2 separate regions of the Mus musculus genome follow, and region 2 is linked to region 1. The links are chromatin contacts, called in public HiChIP or PLAC-seq maps. All regions are on one chromosome and are shown on one strand. Each heading gives the region's core, a stretch centred on a gene start, on an enhancer-like site or on the middle of the called end of the contact. The rest is flanking DNA. Distances are from core to core; before and after follow the strand shown. Region 1 has its middle 60 kb from the start of Gm40659. Region 2 has its middle 41 kb from the start of Gm40661.

Region 1 (2,875 bases), core at 145-2,644:
ATACAAAAAAATTAAATCCTTCAAAAATACAAAGAATTCTCACTCTAATAAGTAATGCTAGGTTTTCCACAGTTTAATTACTAGACAATATCTGTAAATTGCACTAAAGACAAGGTCCAATGCTGCAACCCTTGCTTAGCACACATGAAGTCCCAGCTCTCTGTCCCCGAGCCCTGACCAAGAAAATGAAGGAATAAAGGATGGTAATACGTAATAAGCCCTTAAACTTAACTTACAATTTTTTAAGTTTTGAATTTTGTGATTGATCATTTTCAATAAAATAAAGAAAAGATTTCCTTGTCTACTCAAATAAAAACTTCTAAACAGGGAGTCCTGACCAATCAAGCCTTGGTTCTTTGAAGCTCAAATGATTAGTAATTATTATATTCTCAAAATATCACTTTGATAATGTATTTTGGTTTAGTTAAACTTTTCATGTCTTGTCATGCCTTGTCATTCTCTGCCAACCTACCACCTTTTCTGGAAAAGTCTTTGTTGTATCCATGATGTTCTCAAACTCCTAGTGTGTCCCTAATCCTCCTGCCCCCACTTTCTGAGTTTGGAGATGACAGGCTTCAGTCACCATGCCTGGTGTTTGAAAACCTGGGAACTGAACCCAGGGCTTCATGCATGCTACAAAACCATCTTACTGACTGAACTAAGCTAGAATCTCCAGGCCTTTTCCTTTTTGTTTTTAATAACAACCAACAAAAATAATTCCAACTGTACATATAATAATCTGAAATACAAACTGTGTGCTGGTTGCTGTAACAACATCTCTCCAAACTATATTTTACTAGGGTGGCCATATTTATTTTCTGCATAGATGATAACACTTTATTGAAGGCTAATAATCTAATTTTCAAAGGACCTAACACTTTTGTTAAACTCTTATTCTCAGATCTTCAAAGATTTTCCCATTTCATTTTATTGTTTGTTTGAATTGTTGATGTTGTTTTTATTAAATTGTGTGAAACAGCTGAATGGTGAAGCCAGCACTTTTTATTCGAATAGCACAGAGAACAAAACATAATTCTTTCACAGAGGAAGCCCTATGATAAACAAAGTTTGTATAAAGGAGATGGGCCCCTTGGAATGCCCCCAACATTCGGAGTACTTAATGGAGACTAGGAGGTGATGTTGGCAAGCACTCCAACTCACACACCCCTCTCTTGCTTACAAAAGATTTCTCCATTTTCTTAAAAACACCAAATCTCATAAAATGTAACAGAAAGACCAAGCAACAGTTATGTCAAGGGAAGACCTGCTTATTTTTCTTCTTTGATAATTCAATACAATGTCTTTTGGAAGTTTCTCTGGTCTATGAGTATAGCAGTAGAGGGATTTTGCCCAGAGCTGCTGTAGCCCCAGTGTATATGACTACATATACCAAGAAATAAAAGTCTTCCCTCACAGGAAACCCCTGAAAGCTTCTCCTAGGTTCAGTGCATGCGAGCTTCACCCAGCCCACAACAGAAGTTCCATGAAGAAACAGAGGAAAAGCCTAGAAGGAATTCCACAAAGGCATTACCAGACCCACTACCCACAAAAGGAGTTCTTGTTGTTAAAAACTTGGCAATGATTCTAATCAGGAAGCTGTCTGTACTGAGCTCTCAAATGTGTCATCGACCACATGGTCCTCTTCAGCTCATAATATGTAAGTAGGCACATCTGCAGGATGTTACAAAAGTGGTACTGAGAAACAAGTTACTTTGTCACTACAGTATATGACTTTCCCTTTAAGATACTCAAAAAGAAAGTTTGGGTTTGACGTTGTGTGAGTTCCCATGCACACACAGACACATTCATAAGAGTGTACAAGACAAATCATATACCTACAGAAAGATGTGTTTGCATATACATATATTGCTACATCTTCAATGTAGAACATCTTAAAAGACCCATATGTTAAAGGCTTGATCCCAAGCATTATCTATCATGCCTTAAAATGCTGACATTTATGACACTTAGAGAACTGTATTTTTCTTCATGCAATTGTTCCCTTGGAGAGACAGTGGGTTCTTCACTTCTTTTCATTACTTCTTTTTCTTCAGGCTTTGAGGTGTTTGGCTTTGTTCCACTGCCCATTTCTGTCTAGGGTGTGTTACCTGACCACATATCCAACACAATGGGTAAATGAAACATTCATTGGAAACTCCCTACCTGGGATCCAAACAGTTGATCATTGTAGTTATTTGTTATAGTAACAGGAAGCTAGTTAAAACACACACCTAATCTAATTACTAAATACACTTTTGCAGCTAACTGTGGTATGCTCAGTTTTAAGGAATTTCTTTGTGTACATTATAGTTCACATTGGTAGCACTTACTCAATAGTGCTCATCAGATAAAACCCATAGGCGTCAGAATGAATGGTTAGGGTGTGTATGTTTGTGAGTGTGTGTGTGTGTGTGTGTGTGTGTGTGTGTGTGTGTGTATGTGTGTGTGTGTGTGTGTGTGTGCACTCATGCATGTGCATATATGTGTGTGACAAGCCCAATTTTAACTACCCAGAGTAAATTTGTGCATTTAGCACTCTTCCATAGAATCTTGTAGCCATTCAAAGAATACATGTTACATATAAATAATGACTTGCATTTACCTGTCCATTGAAATTAATTTTTCTTTACTTGTCTATTACTTTCTATACAAAAAGATCATGCCCAAATTTTAAATTACTGGCAATCTCTCATGCACAACACCCTGCTGCTCCCTAGGCAAAACTGTAACATACTGATGATCTGAAAGGACAATGAATTCTATAATCCCCTTGCCATTGACCATGCTGCTAATGTAGTATGACAGAAACAAGGCCCTTAGAATTCCACTATAAAAGAGTCATGGGAACATGTAGATTGCTACCCTTTTCCAGTAG
Region 2 (2,875 bases), core at 264-2,763, 190 kb after region 1:
AAATGTCCAAATGTTCCAGGAAGTTTGCATTTTCTCTTATCTCATTATACTTTATCTCTTTTACTACTAAAAATTAAACATACTCTTTATACCACTGTGATCAAGTATGGACCTACTTTACACACCAGCTATCACCTTAGCCTTCATTTTTGCAATCGCTTGTAGCCTATACCTTTGTCTTGTTCCTCTGTGTATTCTCTCTTCAGTCTTCTCCTATGACATTTTCCTATCATCAAATTTTTCCACCCAACGTCGAAGAAGAAGGAGGAGGAGGAGGAGGAGGGGGGGCGAGGGGGAAAGGGGAAGGGGAAGAAAGAAGAAGAAGAAGAAAGAAGAAGAAAGAAGAAAGAAGAAAGAAGAAAGAAGAAGAAAGAAGAAGAAAGAAGAAGAAAGAAGAAGAAGAAGAGGAAGAAGAAGAAGAAGAAGAAGAAGAAGAAGAAGAAGAAGAAGAAGAAGAAGAAGAAGAAGAAGAAGAAGAAGAAGAAGAAAATGCACGTTTCTAGTATACCAAGGATCACCCAGAACTCTGTCTTTATTTAAGAGTTGCTTCTTTCATTGTAAAGCATTGTTCTGAACTCCACAAGTCCCCCTATGTGGTGGATTCTACCCTGAGCTTACTGATGCTGTCTCCCTAGACATTGTTTGTTCTTGCTTTGCTTGAAACCTGGTAATTCAAACTATGGCCTTCTCCATCTGATATTTCCAATCTTCACTCAGTTTCCTCCTATTCTTTGGAAATGAAAGGATCCTACAAGAGCTGGTATCATAGTGTGCTTTGTGAACCTTACCAGCACATTCTTTCCCAGGCCAGGAGGTGAAGGAATGAATTAGAAAATGTGATAAGTATTTGTACAAAAGAAATCATGTTAAGACTGAAAAAGAGTCTAGAACTTAAAGCAATGATAATAGTTTTCTTTTCTTGTTCTCTTTTTCTGTTTTCTTTCACTTACAAAGTAACCTATATTCTTAAAGATTATACAAGATTATCTTGTGTCATAATGAAATTGGAACAAAGAAATCTCAACATGACTGTGTGTGTGTGTGTGTGTTATCCCCAATTAAATGCAAGTCATTTCACCTTGCTAAATACAGTCCTTTTTTTTTTTCTAACCTCTTTTTTAAAGGTACCCATAGAGCTTAGCCTTGATATTATTCCATTTCTGAAAGTGAAATCTTTCAGACTGACCTTGGTTGCTTGCTTTTCAGTTTGTTTCATTCTTAGAATTAGTTTGGATGCCTCTACCTCTGAAAGTAAAAACACACCCTGAGATCTCTTCTCTTCTCTTCTCTTCCTTCCTTCCTTCCTTCCTTCCTTCCTTCCTTCCTTCCTCTCATTTCTTTTTCCTTTCTTTTTTATTCTCCCCTCCTTCTCCTCCTCCCCCTTGTCCTCCTTTCCCTCCTCCCCCTCCTTCTACTTTTTCTTCTTCTTCTTTTTGAGGAACAAAGACATGTAGCAATGAGATCTGAAATCTGCTGGTGGGTGCAAAATATACACCAGGAGAGGAAGTTATGGTTTAGGTTGCTTTAATGGAAAGGAAATGACTCAAATCCACATGGCTATGTAATAGACTTACTAAATACAGCTTTTCTTTAGTGTAAAACCTAATGTTTATATAGTAATAGGAAACTTTATTTTACCAAATTGTAATTTTCTTACTGTTCTCTCCTATCTTTCAGTCAATTACTACATCTTTCATTGAGTACATGTTATGTCATTTTTAGCACATAAAATCTGAGCTGATTTCACAGAAGAAGTTGACTTGAGAAATGTGGCCCAATCAAAAGGATCTGGCTTTCATTTGAATTGTTAGCCAAAACACTAGTTCGCTTGGGAAAATGTATTCTTTGTCCTTTACGGAAAAGGATATGCATATTTACAAAGATGTTATGTACAGTTATTGTCATAGGTGAAATTCATATAATTATGTCCATCTCCCAGGTGTTACTGTTTCCTAGGAAATATCAGATATACAGAAACAGCATAAGCAAATACTGAAAATCTTACCTAAGTTCACTTATCAGAAGCCATGAAATAAAAGAATCCATCCACCTGTTTATTTAAAAACTACTTAAAATTTGTATTGATTTGCATTAAATATCTCTTAAATACTTTTGATATTTATTATAAGATTTATAGTAGGTCAGATTAAGGAAATAACATATGTATCAAAAGATGGCCTAGTCAGCCATCACTGGAAAGAGATGCCCATTGGATAGGCAAACTTTATATGCCCCAGTACAGGGGAACGCCAGGGCCAAAAAATGGGAATGGGTGGGTAGGGGAGTTGGGGGGGGAGGGTGTGGGGGACTTTTGGGATAGCATTGGAAATGTAATTGAGGAAAACACGTAATAAAAAAAAGGAAATAACAGACCACTTTTGCATTTAGCAATTTTGCTTCTCTGTAAAGTTACAATGACAATTAGTGTAAACCCCAGCAAGATGTTATAGAACAAGCTTGAATACAGAAGTGAAGTGTGTGGATTTTAGAGATATTTACATAACTAAATGGTTTACAATGCTTAATCATATGAAATTTCTACTCAAGGCCCTTAAAATTGTAAGAACAAAAAGATGACTTAAAACACTGGCATTAATGAAGAATTCAGGCTTTCTAGAAATTTTACTCAGTTTACATAAAAAAGAAAATGTTCAATTTTCCTTCTGATTGACCCTCATGTAACTGACCAGGCTTTCAGAAAAGTTACTGAAACTGGAAACTAGTGAGACAAGGGTTTGGAGAGAGTGTTTTTCATGCCCACCTGATGAAATTGAGTCTTTAAAACTGACACTTGTCATGACTTTGCAAGACACACTCAAGTCATGAAGGACCTAAGGCTGCAGTGCAGATAATCTGATCCCCTAGAAAATTTTTA

Evidence for each region. HiChIP or PLAC-seq counts read pairs in DNA pulled down with a chosen protein or histone mark.
Region 2: a BATF HiChIP or PLAC-seq map of CD8 T cells shows a contact between it and region 1, with 8 read pairs. The contact joins two enhancer-like sites. A contact is called at or near these places in 3 of 484 Hi-C or Micro-C datasets (Th1 cells, cortical neurons and macrophages) and 1 of 115 datasets of contacts at active chromatin or transcription factors (CD8 T cells).

The regions. Positions count from the first base shown.
Region 1 is chr13:5,317,032-5,319,906 of GRCm38.p6, forward strand. No RefSeq gene overlaps it. Among named protein-coding and RNA genes, the nearest start is that of Gm40659, 60 kb to the left of the region's middle. Within about 2 kb of position 1,395, at least 9 of the 459 cell types and tissues checked have an H3K27ac peak or open chromatin away from gene starts, as enhancers often do. A contact at or near this core is called in CD8 T cells, where this site is marked.
Region 2 is chr13:5,510,483-5,513,357 of GRCm38.p6, forward strand. No RefSeq gene overlaps it. Among named protein-coding and RNA genes, the nearest start is that of Gm40661, 41 kb to the right of the region's middle. Within about 2 kb of position 1,514, at least 44 of the 459 cell types and tissues checked have an H3K27ac peak or open chromatin away from gene starts, as enhancers often do. A contact at or near this core is called in CD8 T cells, where this site is marked.